5 separate regions of the Mus musculus genome follow, and all the other regions are linked to region 4. Evidence: chromatin contacts called from public HiChIP or PLAC-seq data. All regions are on one chromosome and are shown on one strand. The core of a region is the stretch at or near the end of the contact, and the rest is flanking DNA. Distances in the headings are between cores, read along the strand shown. Region 1 has its middle 57 kb from the start of Gm36794. Region 2 has its middle 11 kb from the start of Gm36223. Region 3 overlaps Gm29935 (a long non-coding RNA gene). Region 4 holds the start of E130006D01Rik (RIKEN cDNA E130006D01 gene). Region 5 overlaps Gm36794 (a long non-coding RNA gene).

Region 1 (5,111 bases), core at 2,077-4,576, 240 kb before region 4:
GCTGCTTTCTGGCTTGCTTGGATGGCTTGCTCAGCCTGTTTTCTTATACAATGGGCTGGGCCCTCCCATATCAGTCAGTAATCAAGGAAATTCCTACAGACTACCTATTTGAGGCAGCTTTTCTTTTCTTTCCTTTCCCTTTCTTCATTCTCTCTCTCTTTTTTGTTTCTCTGTTTCTTTGTTTCTTCCTTTGTTTCTTTTTTGTTTCTTTGTTTCTCTCTTTGTGTCTTCCTTCTTTCCTCTCTCTCTCTTTTCTCTCTCTTCCTTCCTTCCTTCCTTCCTTTCTTTCTTTCTTTCTTTCTTTCTTTCTTTCTTTCTTTCTTTCTTTCTTTCTTTCTTACCAGGTCTTTTCATGTAGCTCTGGCTGTCCTTGAACTCTCTTCAAAGATCTGCCTGTTGATACATTTTATTTTTCAATTGAGGTCCCTCTCCCCAAATATGTCTAGGCTTGTGTCATGTTGACAGAAGCCTCACCAGCACAAAGCCACACATCTACCTGCATGGGTGGGAGGACTCAAGACTTCCTGGCTCAAATAAAGAAGGATCTCCCAGGAAGCACAGCCCCTTGAAGACCATGGTATAGTGGGGGTGAATGGTATAGTTTGAACTGGACTCTGCTGGCTCCAGTCTGGGGCTCCCTGTCACATCCCTTGTCTGAGCTGCAGACTCCTGGTTTACAGAGCAGGGCTGACATACATTTCTCACGGGTGTCCAGGAAGATAAATAGCCTCTTTGTAGGTGTGCCCTGGACAGAGCCAGTGACAGTACCAGACATAAAGATTGGTGTGGCCATGACCGGGCATGGTGGCACACGCCTTTAATTCCAGCACTCAGGAGGCAGAGGCAGGCAGATTTCTGAGTTTGAGGCCAGCCTGGTCTACAAAGTGAGTTCCAGGACAGCCAGGGCTATAAGAGAAACCCTGTCTTGAACCCCCCCCCCCAAAAGATTGGTTTGGCCATGATGGAGGACCCCCAATTTCCTCAAGCTACAGGGAAGTTTCTCTCCATAGTCTGAGAGCAGGTGATGCAAGCTGGCAATATGTTCCCCATGTCTGAACTTGCTCTGAACTGTCTTGTGAACCTGATTGAGTCCTGGGACAGGGTGGGTTGCTTCTCTGGGACTTTTCATTCTCCATAAGGTTTGCTGGGACACTGGGGTAGTCTAGGGGCCAGCTAGTTCAGGCCAGTTCCAGCCAGGAGAGATGGAAGCCTTGTGGAAAAGGCTCATACTTCTCACAAGCAATATGCTACCTCTTCCGACTACATTTCAGTGAGCATGTGTGTCACTGAGTATGACATCATCACGTAGGGCCAACTCCTCCTGTTGCTGCTACCCTCCCTCCACTGCCTCCCCCCTCTCCATTCCAGTCCCTTCTCCCCCATGGATCCCTCCTCTGTTTCCATTCCATGTGTATCCATGCTTAAGTCTGTGAGAACAAATGTGTGATGTCTGTCTTTTTCCACCCATTGCTCCCTCCCCTGACTCTGTGTCCCTCCCTTGAGACCTCTAGCTTTCCCCATAAAGTCTTTCTTTTTTCCCGTGTAGTAGATGTGTGTGTGTGAGTACACAAGTGCACACACACACACACACACACACACACAAACACACACACACACACATATATATATATATATATATATATATATATATATATACACACACACACACAGGCACACACACATATATTTATATACACACCCACAAATGCATATATATATATATATACACACACACACACATATATACACATACACACACACTCACACACAGGCACACACACACATATATTTATACACACAGGCACACACACATATGTATACACACACATATATTTATACACACACACAGAAGCACACACACATATACAAACATATATATACACACACAATGCACACACACACACATATATATTTATATATACACACATATACACATATATATACACATAGAGGCATACATACACACATACACATATATACACACACAGGCACACACACATATATTTATATACACACACAGGCACACACACACACAGAGGCACACACATATATTTATATACACACAGAGGCACACACATATATGCATACACACACATATATGCATACACACACATATATATTTATATACACACACAGAGGCACACACACATATATACATACACACAGGCACACACACACACAGAGGCACACACACACATTAAAATTCGATGTCTCTGCAGCATTTGTCCTTCTGAGCAGGCTTATCCCACTTAACGCAATGATGTCGATTCCCCATGCATTTTCCTGCAAAGGGCACAGTTCCATTCTTTATGCCTGATTTCAGCTCTGCTGTGGGCGTGGCTAATTCTCTAAGGGAAATGAGCTGAGGAGCAGGAGCAGTTAGGCGGGGGTGGGGTGGCCGTGAGGCTGCTTTAGACACATTGACTTTAGGGTACCATGGAACCCCTAAGTGAAGAAATAAAAACCCAGGACTCAGAAAGCAGGGTCTGATGGGAAACACTGAAAACGAAGAGGCCCGGGCCCTGATGCTGCTGTTTCTCCCTAGTCCCCGAACCCTCACTGAACCCCGAGCTTATTGGTACCACACAATTAGGTGCCTAATTGCTCTCTAATTGTTATGTGCCTTAGTCTGTCTTGCTAGACAAATTTGTTAGCTCCTGGAGGGCAGAAGGCTTCTTATCATGACCCCGGGTACCAGGTGGGGGTGGGGTGAGAGTCTGAATGGCAGAGGAGACTACCTGACTGGCTCATCACTCTTGTGGTTGCCTTACCTCAGTTTTCCCCTCCATGTAATGGGAGTCCTCGGCCCTGTGACCTTTCCCCCTGCCCCCCCCCCACCCCTTTCAGGGATTTATTGGTGTTTTCTTTGAGGGCTGAGACCTCTGCATGGGCTCCCTGGACAGGTCAGAAATTAAAACAAACCAAAAGAAACCTAAAATAGTAAGAAGCCGATCATGTATGTGCAGAGGCAGTGGCAGGCGAGTCCAGAGGAACGGGTTTCGTGGTTATACAGACAAACAAATCACTTCCCCAGGAGCTTCTTAGGGGAATTACAGTTCCTGGAAATGAAACACAAACAGATTATTAAGAAAGAGCTCCCCGTTGGGAGAGAAACAGTATTTACAAGAGAAGATGTGCCTAGCTGGACCTCTAATTGCCGTTCATTATCTCATATTGATTTAATTAGCTGCAGTGCTGAGGTCTGAATCGGTTCTGCCCGCAGCAGCAGGGGCTGTGCGCCTTAAGCGCCATTGACCTAGGCCTTCACCTTAGTTCACGCCTCCTCCCCCAAACCTAGGGTCAGCTGGCAGGGTGCTCTGGTGCTGGCTGTGGGCCGGAGGCGACCAGCCATGTCCACAGCCTCCTGAGCCTCTTTGTCTGGAGCGCCTCGGCCGGGTGGTTGTGAAGAGCTAATTATCTGCAGTAATTAGCGTGTGTTCATAATGAGGAATCAGAGTGGCTCGGAGTGCGGGGAGATACCGGCCCAGGCTGACTGCAGACCCGGGTGTGCAGGCAGCCAAAGTAAAGAGAGATGCCTTCCCAGGGTGCTCCCGAGGCCCCTAAGGGTGTCTCTTCTGCAGGATCTCCACCCAGGCGGCATCTGACCGTTCGGCCACGTGTGACCTCTCATCTCTCTCCCTGACCCAGAAACTGAAGCCGAACAGCTGGTTTCAGCTGGGAAAGAGGCGATTAGCGTTCCCTCTAGTGGGCATCTGGGACCAATTGTTGTGAAGATTTGGGGTTTATAATTGCAAGAGATTAATGGGGGAGTAGGCCATCAGGCTTAAGAGGTCGCTAATTGCTCTTTTAACATAATTGTGTCCAGGCAGGAGAGAGGGAGGGAGAGGGAGAGTGGAGTGGCCCATACACTGTGTGCACACCGCGCGTGCGTGCACTGAGCCCCTGGCTTGGCATGTAGACTCACACTGTGAGGACAGTGAGGTGGCTTCTGTGGGGATTCTTGTACTGGGGATACAATAGACAATGAGGTCAACCTGAGTTGCAGGGCAAAATAGAGAATGGGGGTTCTTTCCAACTCGACATCAGGTAAAAACCCTCACAGCATATTGTGCCTTGAGGAGGGGCAGACAGGTTTTATTTTTCATGCAAATTCTTCATTTCTCAGTACCAGGAAGGCATGGAAATTTCCCATCCTGGTCATAGTAGGGGTGTGTGTGTGTGTGTGTGTGTGTGGGAATCAGCGATCAACTAGTAATGTCTGCTTTGGCCGAGGGAGAGACTTATTTGGTGTGGATGACACACATTGACCTCTTTAATAGAAGGTCTATGTCTTTATTTTCTTTAGTATGGAATTAGACTATCAGAGAGGAGACATGATTGGTCTAAGTCCCCTGGGTCTCTTAAGAATGCCACAGTGAGACCTGGGGAAGGGTTTGAGAGTCAAGAAGGGGATGGTTCCCTAGAGACCCTTTCTTCCTGGCTGACCCGTGGGAGGCTCACAGTGACTTGTGCTCAGCTGTTAAAGCAGAGGGGGAAGACGGGTCAGTGAGGAGCCACCCATTCTGCCCTCCACACTCTGGTTGGTCACCATTAATAAAGAAACCAGCTTCTTTGAGCTCTTGCTTAATCAGCTCAGAGGATATCTCTCTGGTGACCACTCACTCCATGTTTTGCACCACCTTCGCCAACCACAAAGATCGACTGACTTGTTTATCTAGGTCCTTATCCCCCAGACATGTATGTATGCAACTCAACATCAGGTAAAAATCCTTGAAGCATAGGGGAGGGGTAGATAGGTCTTATTTTTCATGAAAATTCTGCATTTCTCAGTACCAGGAAGGCAAGGAAATTTCCCATCCTGGTGATGGGGAGGGGGGATATCAGTGATCAACTAGTAATGTCTGCTTTGGCACCTTATCTTGCTTGTCCTCATTGGTCCTTCATCTATTATAATACCCATCTCACTCAACCACAGTTGCTTCTTCAGCCTGGCCATAGCCTCATCTAGTCATTTTTATGCAGTGGTGATCCTGAACCGGGGGGGGGGGGGGGGAAGGACACTCAGGCCGGCCGTGGAGGTCCCTGGTGGGGTGTCCCTCTCACCCTCCATTTGTTTCTTAGTTTTCACCCCTTTCCTCTCTGCTTCTGCA
Region 2 (4,940 bases), core at 2,085-4,584, 240 kb after region 4:
CTGTGCTCTCTGTCCTCCCGTCGTGCCAAGTCTAGAGACAATGTACCAAGCCCTCTGTCTCCAAGGCACCAGCACAGCTTGTACCCAACCAACCTACCCGCAGCTCACCAAATCCCCCCACGAGTGACAAGACCAAGTGTCCGAAGGTGTCGGGTTCTCCCGTCCCTCCCCAGAGCTAGCTAGCCCAATGGCAGCCAGGCCTGGTCCCCCAGGGAGCAAGGAGTCTCCTCCAGTGGTCATGTGTTAGGGTAGTGCTAATCTCTCATCTCCCGTGGCTGGACAGGGATATACAGGGCTTGTCCAATAGCAGTCCAGGTCCACGACCTCATCTCAGAGTGCAGCCAACAGCTGGTCCTCCCTGCCTGCATGACCTTGGGTGGGCTGCATTCCAAAGATGATGGCCCAGGAAGGGGTCATGCTTGGATTTTTCTCAGCTCCTGCTGGCTCTAAGGCTCTCCTGAACACCTCCTCAGTGACAAACTTAACAGACCAAGTCTAAGAGCAAGGGTTTCTGGGAGATGTAAGATAGGCCTAAGTTGACCACAGATTACAGACACGCTGCATCCAGCTAATCTTTGCAACCCTCATGGACAGCAGGGAATGAACTGAAAGACCCATTGTGAAAGTGGGATAACTGAGCCCCCAGAGCTGGGGTCTTGCTGAAGACCACATCAAAATCGGTCTAAACCAGATCCTAGCTTCCAGTTCCCACAAGTCCTAGCTTCCAAGTAAGTGCCTTGTCTTAGCCCCAAGTGCCTTCCAGCTGGGTAAGGTTGTGAGGCAGCTTGAGACAGACAGAAGAGGAATGAAGACACAGAACTTGGTCACCCACCCCTCCCCCACTTCCAGATCACTCAGATCATACTCCTCCCAGAAAGGCTCTGAGAGGTCCTTACATGGCCCCCAGGGGCCAGGTCACGCAAGGCTTTACAAGAGGCTAAATTTAAAACTGCAACCCAGACCTCAGGACAGGGGAAAAACACTTGGAGGAGGGGGACCATGGGTGAGGCCAGAGCTTCAGGCATCTGCCCAGGCCCTCAGAGTCACCCAAGGGACACGGTTCTAATGTGCCCAGGGAGTGTTTCTGTAACAACCACAAGTCTTGGCCAGACCACCTGGCTGTCACCTGGAGCTCTCTGGTCCCTGCCTGGAGTCATTGTTGAGGAGGAAAGAGACCTCCAGAGGGCCAGGACTAATGTTCCTGCAGAGGAACAAAGCATGCTGCTGTAAAGCACTCACTCACAGATTAAGGTAGGACTCAATCCCATGAACACAGACAGGAAATGTCCAGAGCAGGCATACACATGCACCTCGTAGGTGTCTCTGGTCTTCTGAGTTATTGCACAGGAATCTTTCACATGCAGCACACATGGTACAGAAAAAGCAAGCCAGTCCATCCCAGCTACATATGTGTACATGCATGTGTGGAAGAGAACAGCACATGGCTGCTCACATAGGACAAGAGACCTCACTTGCAACACACACATATACCACATACATTCACACATGTATGCACAAATATAAACAGATACACACATGCAGACACACATACACTCACACATACTTCCACATATATAGACATGCACTTGCATACATATATACATTCACACACATATACATACATATAGTCACATACACTACACTCACACACTCACTTACACATAAATACATACACACTCATGTATACACATATGCATATATATGCTCACACACATACAAATACGCACATACACTTACACACATATATATGCCTACACAAACATATACATACATACACTCATGTACACACATACACACATATACATATACACATATACTTACATAGACACATACTAACCCATGTATACACATACACTTATGTACATACATATACATATATACATACAAACATTTATACATACCAACATATATACACACAAATATATACATATATACATTCACACACATATACTTACACACATATATATATACAAACACACACTCACACTTATAGTACACACTCATGCACACACATATGCATACATATATGTATATACTCACACAAATATATACTTAAACATACATGCACATACACTCATGCACACACATATACATATATACATACACACACATATACACAGACATACATGCACATACACTCACACATACATAGTTACACATACATACACATGCACTCATGCACACACATACACATATATACATACACACATATACACATATATACTCAAACATACACTCATGCACACACATACACATGCACTCATGCATACACATATATACATACAGAAACACATATACACATACATGCATATGAACACACACACACATACTTCTTGTACCATGCTGTCATCTAGAACCTAGAAGAGGAAAGAGTTTTGGTGTGTACTGAAGAGCCAAGATAGAATTCTGAGTGGATCAGAACAGAGACCAAAGAGAGTCATGTAGTCAGAAACAGGGTGCAGGTTTTAATGTGACCACCCCAAGTGACCTCAACAATCTTGCTTACAGAAGGTCTGCTGGAACAGGAATGGTGCCAGGGGCTCCTCAGTGAGCAGTAGTGTGGAAGGAGAGGACAACAAAGCATGGGCCGAAGACTGTCCTTGGGCCTCCATGTCCTCATCTGTAAAATGGGCATAGATGCAAGGCACAAAGGACATCAGGGCTGGGCCAGGTGCTAGACTCATTCCATACAGTGAAATCAGACCAGAGCAAATGGAACCAGCTTCTGGTGGTAGAGTCTACCACCCTGGGAAAACTGAGGCCCAGAGACAGAGGTTAGATGGATACAAGCTGATCTCACAAAGGAGGGAATGGCAGGCAAGCCTTCTGCTTATATTTGACAGCTGTGTCACCCCCACCAGGGGCCCCAACAGACACAAGAAGGGAGCAAGAGGTGAGGGCCACCAATGGGCCTGCAGCATCCACACCCTTAAGCTCCCCACAAGCTCAGGATGCTACTGAGAAATAGCCATGTCCCAGAGGGGGAAACAGAGGCACACATCTCAGTCACCTGCAGAGATCCCAGAGCCAAGTGTGTGACAAGGCTGGGCCTGCAGCCAGTGCTGACACTTCTGGGATCCCTCTGCAGCCGGCCCGGCCCTCTGTCACTAGCTTCCCTAGTGTCCAACTCCAGACAGTGGTGTTTCCTCCCTTCCTGCCCAGATGGTGACTGTCGCTTTGTCCTGAGGGTGTCCTCCTTTTGCTCTGCTTTCTCTGGCTTTCTTTCTTTCTTTCTCTCCCCCAGCCGCAATTGGAAGGACAGAGAAGCAATTCCCTGGATGGCAGGAGCAAACAAAAGGGGCGGCTGTCAGCTAGTCCCAGGGCCCTGCCACCCAGAGCTGGGGATATGGAAATGAGCTGGTGCATATGCAAATGAGACTCCTGGTGATTTGCATGGGGCTGCAGAATAAAGTGGAAGAAGGCGGTGGGAGGCTGTCAAGTTCTGCCAGCCCCTCCGTGGGGCCTCTTCTTGGTACTTGGCCTCTGCAGATAACCTCCCTAGGGACAGCCTCTCTGAATGCTGGTCCTTTACAGTACGAAGGATCTGGGCAGCTGTAGGGCTTCCTCCTTCCTATCTGGGTAAATAAATCGAATTTTCTGTTTATTGCCTCGTTGTGCCAACATGCTGCTGGTTGGGTGTTTTATGAAATGCAGAGAGAAGTCTGAGATGGTGCTTAGTGAAATGGTGGACCATGAGGGACACTCAGAGCAGGTGCTATAGACAGCAAATATACAGAGGAGCCTCCTCCTGCCCAGGCTGAGAATCCAAGGCAGCTTTGATGTGCTCTGGATGATGTGTGTGCAGAGTACTGGGGCAGGGGTGGGGGGAGTCAGGCTCCAAGGGCCCTCTCAGCAGGGCCTGGCTGGGTGGAGGATGGGTAAGGGGATGAAAGAGAAAAATAAATAAGGAAAAGAGCTTGAAGGATGGCTGGATGCATGGGTGCAGAGATGCTCGGATGATCAAACACCATGGCCAAAGCAACATGGGGAGCCAAGGTTTATTTGGCTTAGGCTTCCACATCACTGTTCATCCCCAAAAGCAATAACAGCAGGAACCTGGAGGCAGGAGCTGATGCAGAGGCCATGGAAGGGTGCTGCTTACTGACTTGCTCCTCATGGCTTGCTTATCCTACTTTCTGATAGAACCCAGGACTGCCAGGCCAGGACAATACTGCCCACAAGGCTGAACTCCCAGGGTTTGTCCCAGGCTCTTGACTTGAAAATGGGTCTGGCAATCCCAATCCCAAGGACCTCTCTGCTAGTAGCTCAGCGGAGACAAAGAGGAGCACAGGCTTCCTCAGCACCCTACACAAAGAGCATAAATGCCTAAGTGTGTAAGCTGGCCTTTTCTGTCAGTGAGCCAAGATCATCAGTGAGATGCCCGGAGGCTCACAGGAAAGCATGGATACTTTCTCCTTAGTGAGATAAAATACTTGACAAAGGCAACGTAAAAGAGAAAGGATGTATTTCAACTCACAGGTCCAGAGGGATACAGTGTATTGTCGCAAGGAAGGCCTGGTGGCTGGAACAGGAGGCTGGTTGGTCACATGACATCCACAGTCCAAATACACAGAGAGGAATATTGCTGCTCAACTCCCTCTCTCCATTCCTGTAGTCCAGGACTCCAATCAGGCAAAGGTGGCACCCACAGCGAGTAGATCTTCCCACCTCAGTTAATGTAATTGAGATAATCCCTATAGGCATACCCAGAGGCCCACCTCCCAGGTGATTCTAGATTCTGTTAAACTGGCAACTAGCACTGGCCATCACAGTGGGTGTATAACCCTGGCACAAGATGAAGTTATTATCCACACTGTGTCTACATAGAATATAACATCAGGACACAGCTGCTGCTCCAGCCATGTGCTGAACAGTTTTGTATCAACTTGACATAAAGCTAAAGTGATCTGAGAGGAGAAAGCCTGGAGTAAGAAAATGCA
Region 3 (5,283 bases), core at 1,099-3,598, 140 kb before region 4:
GAGGCCCCTCTGCAGGATGGATGTAGGACAGGGGTTAGGGAGGGGATTTTCTTCTGCCAGCCCCAGGCTTCTCTTGAGATCTTTAGGATGTGCAAGACACAGGATGCAGGACAAGGATATCATTTCTTGCACTTCTTGGGAAGTTCTGTTGCAGCATCTGCAAGACGTCAAAGACCAGCTGAAGTAGGGAGAGGAGGGGATAAATAGGGAGGGCCAAGGAAAGGAGGAAGAGGAGGAAGAGGAGGATGGAGATGAGAAGGAAGGGAGGAGAGGGAGTGGGGAAGAGCAGAAGGTGGTAGTGATGGTGTAACTCAGTCCTGATTTCTTCTCAACTGACAAGGCTGGTGACAGAGTTAGATTTAGAGGGTGAAGCTGTGAACCATCTGTGTTCACACTGCATGATACTGGTGCACACTGGCTAGGGACTCACTTCCCCTCACTAGCATCCACATCCATCCTGGGGAAGGAGATGGTTGAGAATCCATCCATCCTGTGTCCTCTAGAGCCCTGGGGGGCACAGAGGCTTTCTGAAGTTTCCCTGGTCCAGGTGTTCCTAGGGAGACTAATGGACTGTGAAAGAAGGCTGTCCCCATACCATCTGCCCCATCTTTTTTGAGCAGTGTCTCAAGATACCCTGCCTCAGTTTCCTGCCTGCTCAGTGGGAATGGGTGGGATGTAGTGGCTACAGAGGCTCTCAAAGATCTGGCATTGTAGAGCACCCATGTTCACCCATGAGAGCACCCGGTGCTGAAGGAGTCTCAAGGGCATTTGTAGCTTCCAACTTATGGGCACATGGGGATTCTGTCAGCGCCAGAGAGCTCTCTGGGGGAAATATAGCTACCAACAGACATAGACTCTGGGGGAAAGGTCTCTGGAGACAGAAGCTAAAGTCCCCAGGCTCCTGAGGTCCCCAAGCTGAAGAAGGGAGAGGCAATGTGCCTTCAGTTCTCTAGAGCTTGTGCAGTAATCAGCTTGGGAAATAGTGGGTCAAAGGGAGGGATTGAGGTAGTCTCAACCCTCTGACTCCCCAGTGGCTCAGATTTTGTGGCACTCAGCTGGCTGGTGGGCTCACCTTGAACTATATACCCAGGAAGTGGGAAAAATGTCACAGCCTCTGTGTTTAGCTGCTTCCCATATGCGTAGGGGCCTGGCCTCTAGGACCCTGCAGAATGGTGAGCCTTACATTTTCTCCTGTAGCCGACAGTGAATCCTGCAGGAAGAGACACATCATGCAAATGGTAACTGTGGGGTCAGGTGTCCAGCATTGGTGATGTCAGAGGTAGGAAGCTGTGGGCTCCAGCAGCCAAGATGGCCTTCTGTGACATATGCAAATCCTGAGCTGATCTGGGAAGTCCTGACCTTGGACAGGACTTTGTTTCCTGGAGGAAGCCACCTCCATCCTTCCAGCTCTGAGGCCTCTCCTAGACTCTTCCTTCCATGGGGTGGGGAAACAGGTACATCAGAGTAGAAGGATGTATGAGGACCCACAAAGAAGGGAGGAAGCCTCCTGCACCTCCCCACAGCATCCAGGACTGTCAGAGAAGCACACACACACACACACACACACACACACACACACACACACACACACACAAATGCCAGGCAAGGCTGAGGGGCTTTGTCTTGTTCTGTGTCAAGGATTCTGACATACGTGATTGGAACCGTGAGGACTGAAGTTCTGCTCTGTCTGAGTGCTTGAACTGCATGGCCCTGCTGAGTGACCTTGGGCCAGGGAGAGTTATCCTCTCCGAGCTTCAGTTTCCTCAGGAATGATTTGGGAAACGAAGCTTCTCTTTGGCGATGCCAGGCTCTGCAGATCCACTGGTGCTCACTGCCAACTGTCTTCCTTACTGGACTCTAAAAAGAAAACGTTTAGTGACAATGGAATAGTTAATGCATGCCACATCCCTCTGTATGCTAAAGGTCGTTCTGAAGGAACATACTAGATTGCTCTATAGCCATTCACACTCTTCACAAACGTGGAGCAGGGTCTCCAAAAGGCTTTGTGTCTCGGTCAAGTTCATCGGCACCTGAGCTAGGTTTGAGACAGGGGGACACAGACTGGTGTGTGCATGCCTAGCCTGTGGCTCCCTTGATCTCCAGTGTCTGGTTGGACCCCCTTTTGTTCCTCATCTTCAGTCAGGTTTGCTTTGATGCAAGGGGTCACTGTCCCCTCCCGTTGGTGCGCAACACTCCCTCCCTAGGCAGCAATCCTGCTGAGCCTTCCACGGGGCTCAGTCCAAGGTCTGAACAGATTATTGACAAATTAAAAATATAAGCTATTGAGCAGACACTGGGATGGAGTCCCAGGGCTGTGGCCCTGCATCTCAATGAGGCCGCTGAGCGTGGGGATCGATGCTGCGGGTGGAGGGAGAGGCAGACAAATTGCCCCATACATAATGCAGAGCCTGACGCTAGTTAATAACTGCCGGGAGTTGGGGGGAAGGCCTTGTCTGAGTCAGTGATCAGCACCCAACGCTTCCCTCATTCTACGTGCTCCATCTGCCCTCCGCAGCCCACGGATGCGGGAACCACTAAGCCCACTTTACAGGCACAAGGTAACCATTAAGATCAGAGACTCTGTCAGGGCAGAGATTTAGCCTAGGTTCTCCACACTCCAGAGCCTGTTCAGATGAGCTCCGTCTCTCCTGCCTGTGTGACTTTGGTGCAGTTACCGTACTGTCTGTACCTTTACTTTTTCACGGAGTGCGTGTAGAGAGGGTCTTTGTAGGGCTGCTGTGTTTGCAGGTCCTGCACACACCCCTCCCCCATTTGCCCCTTCACTTCTGTGATGGTGGCGGCAGCGGCTGGCTCTTCACTTCTTTGTCTCTGGCTTTCAGACTGGGAGTTTCTGCTGATGGGCACCAGTGATGAACATGTGTGGGGCTGGAGAGTAAAATGAGGACCCCTTCTACCAGCTGCCTGCTTCCAGCTTAGTGTGGTCAGCCCTGACTGGGTCTGTCCATCACCTCCACAGGGCAGCTCTCTCCTGCGGTGGTGGCCTTACCAGGGCCAGAATCCAACATCAGTCCCTTTCATGGGCTTTAGCTCCAGATGGAAGTCCCCAACCTGCAACACCTCCTGCCCCTTTCCTGAGCTTGTCTGGGGTTTTTGTTTTGTTTTGTTTTTGTTTTTTCTTTTTGTTTTGTTTGTTTTGTTTTGTTCGTAACTGCATCATTCTCAAATGCTCCTTAGCCCATCAGTGCCTCACGCTCACAGAAAGGACTGTACCTGGATACCCAGCCAGCCAGCTTGTTCCCCTCCTCCAACCCCCAGCAGGAAGGGTCACCTTCCTGTTCACACATCACTCCCTGGAAGTCCTGAGCAGCGCCCCCACAGGATCCAGAATGCTGGTTCATGTGGTGCTTGGCTCTGTAGAACTGTGGCTTCTTCCCAGGCTGAGTTGGGATGGCAAGGCACTGTCCTCCACATGCACATGGTCTTTATCACTGGATAGGAACAGGAGACAATCTTAGAGATGCCTTTCAGACAATCAAATGGGCCTTCGATAGATCTCTGGGGGCCCACAAGGCATAATGAGCATCTGGAAATATCCTTGGGTGGGTGAAAAGCTAAACAAACAGGTGTGGTGTATTCAGTATGGACAGAAGAAATGTCCCCCCACCCATTTCTTCCTTGACACCAGTGGCTTCCAAGATGGGGTACATTGTGCCCCCTAAGGGCACAGTTGGGGAGCATTTGTGGGTGTGTTTGTCTCCCATGGGGAAGTTACTGTCATTTAGTGGTTTGCAACTAGATTTCCCTGTCATCCTACACAGGACCATGCCCAGGACAGAGAAAGCAAAGCTCCTACTATGTGCTGCTGAGTATGAAACCCAGGCCCTTCTGCTTGCAAGGTGAGCACTCCGAGCTCCAAGATTATTCTGCACAGTATGGTGGCAGTTGCCACACTGGCTCAAAGCTGGAAAACTTCATCTGAGCAGCACACGCCTTTTGGGGTCTCTCATTCAACAGGTGGCCTCTAATTGAGGGAAACTTTATAGACGTTTGTGGGATTTTATTGGAAGGGTTCTCTTTAATGGAAGTATTAAATGTGGACTAGGCTTGTGGCCCAGTGGTAGAGTCCTTGCTCAGCTAGCACAAAGTCCTAGGTTTCATTCCAAGGATTGAAAAAATCAGGACGAGTTTGACTAGTCAGTTACTAGCCATTTAATAGCGATTGAACAAACAAGATTTCTGAAAAGGAAGAATGTCTTTGAATAGTTTTTCACCAAGCATGGTGTCTTATGTTTGAAATCTCCAGATCTCAGGTGGCTATGGTAAAAAGAACATGTCAAGTACATAGCAAGGTTCGGGCCACCCTGGGCTATATAGGAAAGCCTTATCTCTTCAAACAGCAGCAGAAACATACCCCAATCTAAAGAAATAGAAAGACCCGTGTTAAAAAAAAAAAAAAAAAAACAAAAAAACAAAAAAAAAACAGTACAGGAAATACCAGGAGGTATTAACCCTTCTCAGACTCTGCTGCTGGTTTGACAGGGGTCTCTTTCTGCCTTTCCTGCTTTGTGGTGGCATTAGGCTGATGCCACTCACCTCAAAGTCATTTCAGAAACAAGGGTTGTGTGTGATATTTTCTGGCCACATCACGTCTGAATCCGTGGTGTATGTTTCGGAATCCCCAGATGCTCAGGATGGCTCTGGCTCTGTCTGGATCTGAGATTCCAGAATGTAGAATCCCAGGGTCATGGTCCACGGATATGGTATTGGGGTATTGAAGATAGAGGTGACGTGTGTCATTTGGGTATGTGCATGTGTGCTTGTGGGTGCCTGTGTGCATACATGCTCATGGAGGCCTGAGAAGAGGTTGGGTATCATAACTGTTGCTCTCTGCCATTACTTGTATGAGACTGGACGGGTCTGAAGCTCAGCCATCTGGTTAGACTGGCAGCTCTGCCCATACCTGTTCCCACCAGTGCGTGACTTATAAAAGTGTGTTTCACCCACCATGCCAGTTACGCACCTGGGCTCTGGGCACGCACCTTAGGTCCTCATACCTGCACAGCTGAGCCATTTGGGGTAACCTGGGCCATTCATTTTAAGTGAACAAATGTCTTCCAAGAGAGATGCTCCCTGACTTTAGAGGTTCAGTACCCGCCTCCTCTTTCTCTGATCAACATTAAACCCCACTCAACAAGCACCTGTCTGTGTTGAAGCCACCATTGGCTCCTGGTGAAGTCAGCTGCAGGAGTTTCACCTGCTCTGGAGCTGTCTGCACTTTTGCGGTCATTTACATGCCTTCTTCTGAGACGTTCCTTCATTGAG
Region 4 (5,166 bases), core at 605-3,104:
CACCACTGGGCTCTTCAAGCCTATGCTTCTAATCCACAAAGCATTCGTTTGACTAGCTACTCCGTTCTATGCTGTTCCGTCTGGAGCCGTCTCCTTGCGCGACATCCAGCCGGAGCGGCCACACCAAGTTCTCTCTGCTCCTGGCCCTGTAGCCAGACTGACTCTGGGTAAGGGTTGGTCCTAAATAGCTAAGGGGAGCTGATAATAGACAGTTCAACCTTGAAACAAGGAAGTGGGGCAGCCTGCTTCCCAGTCTCCAGCCCCTTTGCGAAGGAAGTGGAGGCTTTGCTGCTGCCCCAGCCCAGGAGTCCTGTCGATTACCTCCTGGATAGAGAGAGAGACTGGATGACAAGGAGCTAAGTGTTCCCATAATTCCTAAAGAAGGCTGGACCCACCTGCTTGCTGGGAGCAGGTCAACAATTGAGCAGTGCTTCCAGGTTACCCCACACAGTGCAGGAACCTCAGCATGTCCTGGTAATGCCAGGGGCAGCAGCATGAGTAAGGGATGCTATGTGCCCTGTAGCAGATCTGCAAAGAGGCCAGGCTGGTGGGCAGTGCTGGCCTTCCTTCCAGCCCCTCTTTGACGAATGTGGTTATGGAATTTGCTTTACTAACCGGACTGTTAGTAGACATCATGCCGTCAAAGACAGAGGTCCGAAGTGTGTGTCTGTATTTCTGTGGCGCACGAGCTCTCCCTTCTTGCCTAGGCCCTGCCATGAGACCTCAGGACAGGTCTGACTCAGACCTGAAGCCTGCAGCCTGCAGCCTATAGCTGAGCCCCAGAAGGGACTGCAGAACTTAGCACAAGCCTGGGCTCCCCAGACCCCTAAACCAAAAAGAGCAGTAAGCGCTGTTGTGACCAGTGATCTGCGGAGACCACTTATCATGTAGTAGTAGCAGTATAGTAGCTAGCTGGTACAACGAATTGCTGTTCCTGGGTTCTTATGACAGACTGCCAGGCATAGTCCACGATGCTAGATAAATAAGTGTCCCTAAGACTCTGTAACTGTCGTAGTTTGTGTAAAGAGAATCACTCTACCACAAAAGGATGCATTTTTAGAGTCTAACCTTAGACCATAGCTGTCTATACTAAGATGTTGACTAACCATAACTGTGTTTAGCATTAATAGCCTCCCTGAGATCACACCCTCTCTCTCACAGCCAGAGCCAAGGCCCGTCCTTCTCGAGTGGGGTCAAGTACCCTCCCAGGACCACCCGCCCACATCCACCAACACGCCAGCCTGCCTCTCCTTGATGTTCGCCAGGAACCAGAGAGAAGTGTTGAATATGTTCTTGGCTACTTTTCCTTGCAACTCCCAGCGGCCCTGCTTACAAACTGAATCAGTTATCAGCTAGTTAGACTGCAGTCCCGGGAGGCGCCGCCCGCATACGGATGGGGCGCATGCATTATTCAGCGAGGAGCCGGGAGAAATGAGCAGCGCGTCCAGAGCCAGAACAGCAGTGGCAGTAAGGGAATAATTAGCGGGCTGTCACTCCTCCTTGTCAGGGCTTCCTCCCTCAACACATGAGGGAAAATAAAAAAATAAATCTTATTTTTTTTTTTTTTTTAAGAAGAAGAAGAAGAAGAAAAAAAAAGGCAGAGTGGATCATCTTGCTCCCGAGGCAGCTGGTAGGCTAAAATGTGACACCAAAGAAGCCAGAAGCTGGTCGCTGGTTTGGTTCACAAAGCCAAGGCCTGGAGACCCCCACCCCACCCCCACACACACCATTATCTTATCGACTCTCCTTCCTGCTTGGTGATTCCCGAGTGCAGCCCCGCCTTTCATTCAGATGTCCACGCGTTTCCATAGCACCAGAAACGAAATGTCTCCTTGAAAGGGAAGGGTGGTCCTGGGAGGGGACATTAGGACTTAGCACGAGAGCCACCGGGCTCTGGGCTGCGGAGGAGGTTGGAGGTGACCTTCCAGAAGGAACGTGGGACAAGGGTGAGGAGCTGGAGTCCAAAGCCAAGCTGGCTCCTTGGGGGGTTGTGTTGGGGGGGGGGGGGACTGCGCATAAGATTATTCATGAGTTTACGCACAGAAACGAATCATTTCGCTGAGTGGCTTCCTCTTTCTCAAGGAAGCTATTTTTATTTATCTATTAATATCTTGCTGGAATTTTTTCAGGGGGGGTGCGGTTGATACACGCTGGTTTGTCATTTAAGGTGTGAAGGTCTGGGATATGGGGGGAAGGATCGGTGACCGCCCCCTCCAGAAAAATAGCCAAGAACCAGTGAGAGGAGTGGTAGGAGGGGCCAGGATGGCTTTGTGTTTGATCTGTGCCTCTGCTCCTAGGAGACTTGAGACTTTCTTGGCTTTCTGCCCTTCTGATGCTGTGGCACTCACCTCATCGGGACAGGAGTTGCTTTGTATAAGAAGCGGCTGCAGGAACAGGCAGACACACAGCTAAGAATGACCCTGGGGATCCAGAGCAAATCAAAGACCCAGGAGACGCCAGGCTCAGCTCTAGGGTGGCTCTCATTTGGTAAACATGTCATGTCATAAGAACCCCTCTGCTCTGTTAGTAAAGCTCACCTTAGGGTGAGAGGAATTTTTTGTTTTTGTCCTACAAAGTCAGAGTTAAAGGGAATGCCTTCATGAGCCCAGACTTAGAAAGACCATTAACAGGTACACCACTGCTTTTTTTACCTGATCCTGGCAGACATGACTAATCCATGCTAGAGCACTCAATGGACATCTAAGCCTTAAGAGGATGCCAAAAGGAAAGAGGTGCTACCGGGAAAAAGCTCTACGAGACCCTGTATTCATGGGCGTGGGAGGTAGCTGATCCTCAAGGGAGCAGGAAATAACATTGTGGAATTAGACTATATACTCTGAAACAGCCAAGCAGTTCTGCAGAGGGAGACTGAACCGGAGTTAAGATAGCTGTGACCTCACACAGGACTGTCTGAGTCTGAGGCCTCAGCTCTGCCATGTAAGAAACATGTTTGGGGTAGAGATTCAATGGGAAGCAGCATGGAGAATCTAATGGGGTGCCTCATTTCCTACACGTTGCTTCCCTGGCTCAGTATACTAGCCACATTGAGATCATGTGCTCTGGAACAGATTAGCAATGTCTGCTTGGGCACTGAGAAAAGAAATACTGTTATGCTTGCTATGGTACCTTATGCCTGGCAGACACCTGCTCAAGCCAATTGTGATCCTGGGAATTGTCTCAAGCCCTTTAGTTAAATTTAGCTCTCTTCAAACTTCTGCTGCTTCCTTTTATTATTTCTTTCTTTCTTTCTTTCTTTCTTTCTTTCTTTCTTTATTTATTTATTTATTTACCATGACCCTTCCTCATTGCATTGGATCTTCAGGGGACAGGCCAGGATTCAGTCACTTTCTGTCCCCAACAGCCAACACAATGGTTGGCATATCCATAGTATTCCCCACGAACATTGGTTGAATGAAAAAAATGATTTTATCCTTAGAAAATCTGACCCCTTTCTGGGCCTGACGTCAGGTAGTCAACCCAAACTGACCCTTATTACATACATACATACATACATACATACATACATACATACATACATACATTTGTGTTTGTGTGGGTGGTGTTGGTGGATGCACACATGCCATGGGGTTTCTGGGACTGAATTCAGGAATGAAACATGAATGTTAAGACACCTCTGCTTCCCACATTATCCCTTCTGGGAGATCCTTTCTGTCTTCCCATACTTTCCTTGCATGCAGAGGCTCCGAAAATGGCCTTCAAGGGAATCCTGTGGTACACACCATCCTCCCTTTCTCCCTGTGTCTCCCAGAGCTCTGCATGGAAGGCTTTAACTAGAGGGAGGGGAGGGTGCCAAGGGGCCTTGGGACACTGCCACCGGGGAGGGGAGGAGGCTGATGGCAGAGATATGGACAGCTTGGCTAGTGGCCAGCAGAGACATTGTAAAAACCGAATATCCAGCCAGGTGAGACAAACAGAACCCAGTGATAGACCACTTCTTGAGGAATAGTGGTGGGCAGTCTCCACACATCCCAGAGATGGTTCTAGCCAAGTGCTACCTGTAGCCCTGTGACAAGAGCCTTTACCAAATTTGTATTAGATGGGATGGTTGGTCCTGGTTGTCAGCTTGATGGGATTTAGCATCACCATGGAAACAGAGCCCTGATCATTTCTGTGAAGGAACCTGGACTGGACTGAGGTGGGGAAACCTACCCTGATCATGGGTGGCACATCCTGTGGGCTGCGGGCCCAGACTTGGTAAAGATGAGAACTCAGCTGAGAACTATTTCCCTCTCCTTCTCTGCTGTGGATGCAGTGTGACCCGCTGCCTCATGCTCCTGTTGTGACCACTCCTGTCTCTCAGGCATCTGTGGATTTGCTGGTGTATGACCCACTGCAGGAGCAAATCATAGCTGACACCGGCTCACTGCAGAGAAAGGACCTCTGTGTGGTCCCATGGGGTGTCTTCAGGAGTGATAAGGATGGCCCTCAGAGTTTATGTGTCCAGCATGAAGCTGAAGTATGTGGGCAGATGGTGTCTGTATCTGTGGATCTCTGCAGGCAGCAATGGGTGTTTCATGGACATATATAATGTAAATCATACATGTTACACAGACATATAGGATGTGCAGTGGGGTGCAGACACTTTTTTTTTCTTAGAATGAGGACATTGTCTGAAACCTGACTTTGTAAAATTACATCAAAGCATTAGAGAATCAGTAACTGAAAACCATGGGGCCGTATGATGGTGACCAGTCTTGGACTACAATATAATTCCATCCCCATTCTATTTAGATAAACTTGGCTTTTCAGTCTTGTCTGCAAAATGAGATGAAGGCCTCTAGAGGCCCCAGAAGTGCTGAGTTGGTCCTTGCAAACCCTTAACTGCACAGTGCTAGGTAGTTGGCAATCTTTTTGAACTTGTAGTATTGTTGTTTATTGAACACAGAGCTCATGGTGGATGCCACCATGAACCTCTGGGGAACTTCATACTCATTCCATTTTACAGATGAGGGCATTTGAGCTCGGAGAGATTGAGTCCCTTGCCTCAGGTCACACAGTAGAATGCTCCCATAAACCTGTAACAAATATTTCTTGGCTACCAACAAAACAAAGGGTCTCTCCAATGTTATGCCAACCCCTGATTGGATACCTGTAACCCTGCATCCAACTGGGAACCATGCAGACAGTAGAAGGTTTTCTTTCCTA
Region 5 (5,053 bases), core at 687-3,186, 170 kb before region 4:
TTTTTCCCTTTTTCTCTCTGTCTGTCTCTGTCTCTCTGTCTTTGTCTCTCTTTCTGTCTGTCTCTGTCTGTCTGTCTGTCTGTCTCTCTCTCTCTCTTTCTCTCTCTCTCTCTCTCTCTCTCTCTCACACACACACACACACTCACACACACACACACACACTGCCTCAGAGCACTTCTTCTTGGAGAACATCTATCCCTCCTCCCCAAGGCCTCCCTCACTATTCCGTTTTTGCAAGAGGCCTATGGAGAGCCACACATCAGAGAAGTTACAGGCAATGAGCAGAAGGTGAGAGGCTGTGTGAGGGAGGGTGGGCATCTCCTGGGTGGCTCACTGTGGGTGGCTTATGGAACCTGCAGTTCACTTACCTTTTATCTCACTCTGTGAGAGAGAAGTCTCTGAAGATTCCAGACACCACTGTGACTGAGGGAAGGGCCTCAGCTGGGACCTTGGTGCCTGAATCCCAGTCCATCGGCTCCTCACCCCTCCCCTGTTGGCTTAACTCACTGCCACAGGTGGCCTTGGGGAGACTCCAGGATCGCACAAATGAGTGTTCAAAGCCCATCACTGTGCCTCACAAACCATGACTTGACCCAAGGAGCTCATTTTCCTTACCCAGAGAGTGTCACATCCGTGTCTTTGTGGTATCCTGGTGCCCCTTCTCTGCCAACTCAGATGAAGAACTTCACTAAAACCATTCCAGTTTCCCCCAAGAGAACAGAGAGGACCAGAGAGGCCAATGATCTCACCTGGGGTCCCAGATGTGCTTGGTGGGAGAATGGGGGTAGGAACCAGCCAGTGCAGGAACAAGGTAAGACTTGGGACAAAATACGAGGGACACTAAAGACCTCAGCAGTCTCCACACACTGTTTTAGTGAGTGTGTTATTGACACTCCTCTTGCACTCGGGCTTTGAGATGGCTATTCACAGTGCTGCACTTAAGACACTTAGATTTTGTTTGTCACAGATGCCCTTGAGAGCTTGTATCTGAAGATGAATTTAACTAGTTCATCCTAATTTTGAACCTCCATATCTGCTCTGACCCTGTCCCAACTCAGTCAGTCAGTCAGTCAGCACATGCTTAAGAGTACTTGCATCGGTGAGCAAGGTCATTACAAGATAAGAAGTCCAGCTGGGTCAACACACAGAGATAAGTGGAGATCACATTTACTGTGGCAGAGAGACAGCGATGAAGTCATTGTTAGACCCGGCAGTGGGCAAACTTCCCCAGGGAGGCTGTGTGTGATGGGGAGAACTGTAAATGTTTAGGGCAAAAAGGAAAGACACCAGGAGAACCTGAGGCACAGTGGGGAAGGACTTGGCCTCTGACCCCACAACAGCAGCAAGCCCTAGAAGATCACAAACATGGGCAGCCTTGAACTTTCTTCTCAATGCCTGCTCAATGGTAGTTTGGCCTTGTGCACAGAACCAGGATTCTGGGGCCTTGGATCCTGCTGTGTCCTGTGTCCCCGTGCTTGCCCTGTCTTTAGATTTTAACGTAGGGCGGTGCTTGCCTTCCCTGTCCTGGGCCCCCCAGAGCAGGCCCTGCTTACCCTCATTTCCAGATGGAAATCTGGGGGAGCAGAATGGGGACCCCACTACAACAGAGCTGCACAAGCTTGGGGTGAGGCAGTGGGCCTGCCTGGAAACCTTTGTCCCCTCATTAGCGGTGGCTTTTCTTCTGAGCGCGCTCCTGGGAGGAAAGGGCAGGGAGGCTGTGGGGACGCAGTGAAGGTCTTAAAGGAAATTATGGTCTGCATAAAAATACCTCAGTGGAGGGCCTTAAACCATTCCCCTGGGCATCGAACGGTGACGGAGAGTCTATCGCTGTTCGCTTATGTGACCGCAGCCACCCAAGGTCAGAGAGAACAGAAGAAAAGCATTTAAGCATGCAAGGGGCCCAAGGAGGGAGTGTCTCCACACTGCCCTCTCCCCAGCTGCTCCGAAGCAGGGCAGAGAGCAGGACAAGACTGGGGCTGTGGGAAGGGAGGGTGAGGAGGAGCCTGCACCGGGACAGGAGGAAGCTTCAAACCTGGCTGTATTCTCACCCAAGTGTTCCCTTGGGGGGGGGGGAGAAAATATGACACCTGATTGGGATGAAATCAGAACGTGGTGTGCTGGCTCCCGCCTGTAACTCCAGCGCTTGGGAAGCTATGGGATGGTCACCCGGGGATGGAGGAAACAGTCTGGATGGTTGCAAAGGCCCGGGGCTTCATAGGCTTTTCTACGAGGTGGCTTTGTAGATGGTAGATCCTTCTCTCCCAGATTCACCTACATGAAGAAATTACAGCTCATGGTCTCTGCCGGGTGGAAAATTACCATTGGGCTTAATCCTGGGACTCAGTGAATCTGACTACCTCTACACTGTAACTGGGCACTGCACCCAATGCCTAGAGAGGGTCCTCGTCAGCCCCAAAGACTAAGGAGTGTGAGATCACACAAGAAAAGACCTTGTACTGGCTAGCTTTGTGTGTCAACTTGATACAAGGTGGAGTTATCACAGAGAAAGGAGCCTCTCTTGAGGAAATGGCTCCAGGAGATCCAGCTGTAAGGCATTTTCTCAATTAGTGATCAAGGGTGAGAGGGCCCAGTGTGGATGAGGCCAGCCCTGGGCTGGTAGTCCTGGGTTCTATAAGAAAGCAAGCTGAGCAAGCTGTTAGGAGCAAGCTAGTAAGCAGCACCCCTCCAAGGCCTCTGCATCAGCCCCTGTCTCCAGGTTCCTGCCATGTGTGAGTTCCTGTCCTAAGTTCCTTTGGACAGCAATGTAGAAATTTAAGCTGAATCAACCCTTTCCTCCCCAACTTGCTTCTTGGTCATAATGTTTTGTGCAGGAATAGAAACCCTGACTAAGACAGACAACTCTGAATCAGGCCCAGCAACGGGCTCTTGGTAGCTCAGAAAATTGGGCTCATGGGCCCCATGGTAACATGAAGTGTAACCATGAGGGTCAAATGGGGTCAGGCTCCAAGGTACTTAGTACTCAGTAGCAGTAGAGGTACGTAGTACACAGTACCAGCAGAGGTGCTATTGGAAGAGCTACTCCATGAAACAGACAGGGAAGCCTGTCTGCATAGAGTATGTCTATACTTGTGTATGGCTGTGGCTTCCTCTGAGAGTCTCAGAAAAAAATAGGCAAGCTCCTGGGAGTAGACAAACACACCCTTATGGCTGAGGAATGGCTTTTGGGACCATGGCCACTTGAGAAATGAGGTCTTTGTCTTTCCCACTGGTGGAGGAGTCCCTGCTGGTAGCAGAAGACAAATGGGTGCTCTTGTTGCAATAGCCTGGATCCTGGGCATCGACAAGAAGGGGCTAGATTTCTCTGACTTCTAACCTCTGTGGCCAGAGAACTGAATGGAGCACCTTGTGGGAGCACCACCCATCTCAGGGACCTTTGACTCTCAATTATTTTTGTATTTCTAAGATAAGACCTCTTGCCCCAGGGTGGTTGCTCACAATAATGTAGTCCACAGAGTTTGTAATTCTCTAGCCACAGCCTTCCCAGGAGTGCTGGGATTACCAGGCCGGCCTTGAACTCACTTTGTAGGCTAGGCTGACTTTGAACTCACTCCAGACCCCAGATTGAGCTAGAATTTTCTACCTTTCTGTTTTAGCCTCCTAAATAGCTAGCATGATGGGTATCACTGTGCCCAGCTTGTTTTTGTTTGCTTCAGATATCCCTTCCCCATGTTCAACCTTGCCTGGCTTAGCCTCTTGTCTAAGGGTTTGTGGTCCTTGTTTTTCTGTAACTTTGGGTCTCCCAGCATGGCTTGAGTGTGTTCCGGGGGCGTCCTGTGCTTTAGGGCCCACAGCCTGAGGATTTGCCTACATCAGCATCTGCAGGCATCCACCCTGAGCTCTTCTGATCTGAGATCTGAGACAGCCGAGGGGCTGCCCATGCCGGGCGTGATGGAGTGTGTGCTGAGAGGGGCTGTAGATAAGCGGTGATTCCTGAGGACGCTCCATCATCGCTCCTGAGAACATGTTAGCGGTGATTGTTTGAATGTCTCTGCTAATAGGATATTATTCATAACACTCGGGCTGGCTCAACTAGAAGATGATAAGAAATTAAATCCTTAATGGCTTTCCAAGGGAGAAGACTTTCCCTGGGGGAATTGGGGACCCTGGGAAGTGGTTGCCTACGACCGGCCCATATTCATAGGGACGTGATCGAAATCAGCTTTATATGACCCTCCCAGGAAAACATGGGGACAAAGTCAGAGGACAGAAGGAGATGGCTGTGATGGGGGGGGGGGGGCACTTGCTGCCTTCTGAGTGTAGACACACTGCGTTCTCACCTGTCTCTGTTACCACAGAAGTTGCAAGCCCGGGACACAAGAGGCCTGGAGAAGCCAATAAACTGGCTGCTAATGTCAGGGCTTGGGTCCTGAAGCAATCTCTCCAGGAGTGGACCTCACAGAAAAGGTCTGCGAGAATCAGACTCTGAAGCTCTGGAAGTTGGGCATCCCCACTGTCCCAGGGGGTAACAGGCACACTGAGTGGGTACAGGAGACACATAAAATTCTGAAGGTCCCTCCACCTAGACCCCTGTGATTTGCACACAGGCTTCCTGGTTACCATTCAGAGCTTGGGAACCTTCTTAGCAATCCCTTTCTGATGGAAATCTCTAAAAAAAGGGACTGAGCATGGACCACAGAACAACACACGTGCTTAGTTTCACACACGTTCCTACATGCACACAAACATGTGCACACAGACATAGAAAGCATATACACATGTGCATACACAAATGCATGTGCATGCACACACACATCTGAGCGCTTGTGTGTGTGCACATGAGCTTGTGCGCATGTGTGCATACACACACACACACACACACGCACACACACACACACACACCAAATGGCAAGTGTCAGTTGCCAAGAGCAGAATCTCTGGTCCCATGTTCTGGGTCACGCCTGCATCATGCATGTTTTCTCTGGACTCCCTTTCTCCACACCTCTGATTATCCATGGCATGGAATTAACCTCTCCTGTTTCTGGGGCAAGGCAGACAGGATGGTAGGATTCTTCCACAGTCCAAGCCCCTCATC

The links. HiChIP or PLAC-seq counts read pairs in DNA pulled down with a chosen protein or histone mark.
Region 1: an H3K4me3 HiChIP or PLAC-seq map of embryonic basal ganglia shows a contact between it and region 4, with 2.6 times the contacts expected there. The contact joins the enhancer-like site here to the promoter of E130006D01Rik in region 4. A contact is called at or near these places in 1 of 484 Hi-C or Micro-C datasets (the HPC-7 cell line) and 6 of 115 datasets of contacts at active chromatin or transcription factors (embryonic basal ganglia, embryonic forebrain, embryonic hindbrain and 3 more).
Region 2: a contact with region 4 is called in an H3K4me3 HiChIP or PLAC-seq map of embryonic basal ganglia, with 2.9 times the contacts expected there. The contact joins the enhancer-like site here to the promoter of E130006D01Rik in region 4. A contact is called at or near these places in 4 of 115 datasets of contacts at active chromatin or transcription factors (differentiating embryonic stem cells, embryonic basal ganglia, embryonic hindbrain and 1 more).
Region 3: a contact with region 4 is called in an H3K27ac HiChIP or PLAC-seq map of VIP interneurons, with 2.4 times the contacts expected there. The contact joins the enhancer-like site here to the promoter of E130006D01Rik in region 4. A contact is called at or near these places in 4 of 484 Hi-C or Micro-C datasets (adipose-derived mesenchymal stem cells, cortical neurons, epidermal suprabasal cells and 1 more) and 10 of 115 datasets of contacts at active chromatin or transcription factors (the NIH/3T3 cell line, T-cell acute lymphoblastic leukemia, VIP interneurons and 7 more).
Region 5: a contact with region 4 is called in an H3K4me3 HiChIP or PLAC-seq map of embryonic basal ganglia, with 4 times the contacts expected there. The contact joins the enhancer-like site here to the promoter of E130006D01Rik in region 4. A contact is called at or near these places in 7 of 115 datasets of contacts at active chromatin or transcription factors (astrocytes, embryonic basal ganglia, embryonic forebrain and 4 more).

Annotation. Positions count from the first base shown.
Region 1 is chr5:112,000,571-112,005,681 of GRCm38.p6, reverse strand. No RefSeq gene overlaps it. Among named protein-coding and RNA genes, the nearest start is that of Gm36794, 57 kb to the right of the region's middle. Within about 2 kb of position 3,326, at least 46 of the 459 cell types and tissues checked have an H3K27ac peak or open chromatin away from gene starts, as enhancers often do. A contact at or near this core is called in embryonic basal ganglia and embryonic forebrain, where this site is marked.
Region 2 is chr5:111,518,090-111,523,029 of GRCm38.p6, reverse strand. No RefSeq gene overlaps it. Among named protein-coding and RNA genes, the nearest start is that of Gm36223, 11 kb to the right of the region's middle. Within about 2 kb of position 3,334, at least 50 of the 459 cell types and tissues checked have an H3K27ac peak or open chromatin away from gene starts, as enhancers often do. A contact at or near this core is called in embryonic basal ganglia, where this site is marked.
Region 3 is chr5:111,895,821-111,901,103 of GRCm38.p6, reverse strand. It overlaps Gm29935 (a long non-coding RNA gene), which reads right to left. Exons shown (of 3, transcript XR_389544.3): 3 at 3,127-3,449. It overlaps Gm36794 (a long non-coding RNA gene), which reads left to right. Exons shown (of 5, transcript XR_880587.2): 4 at 3,780-3,857. Among named protein-coding and RNA genes, the nearest start is that of Gm29935, 5.2 kb to the right of the region's middle. Within about 2 kb of position 2,348, at least 7 of the 459 cell types and tissues checked have an H3K27ac peak or open chromatin away from gene starts, as enhancers often do. A contact at or near this core is called in VIP interneurons, where this site is marked.
Region 4 is chr5:111,758,416-111,763,581 of GRCm38.p6, reverse strand. It overlaps E130006D01Rik (RIKEN cDNA E130006D01 gene), which reads left to right and starts at 1,854. Exons shown (of 4, transcript NR_045834.1): 1 at 1,854-1,946.
Region 5 is chr5:111,926,219-111,931,271 of GRCm38.p6, reverse strand. All of the region lies in intron 3 of Gm36794 (a long non-coding RNA gene), which reads left to right. Among named protein-coding and RNA genes, the nearest start is that of Gm42156, 16 kb to the left of the region's middle. Within about 2 kb of position 1,936, at least 11 of the 459 cell types and tissues checked have an H3K27ac peak or open chromatin away from gene starts, as enhancers often do.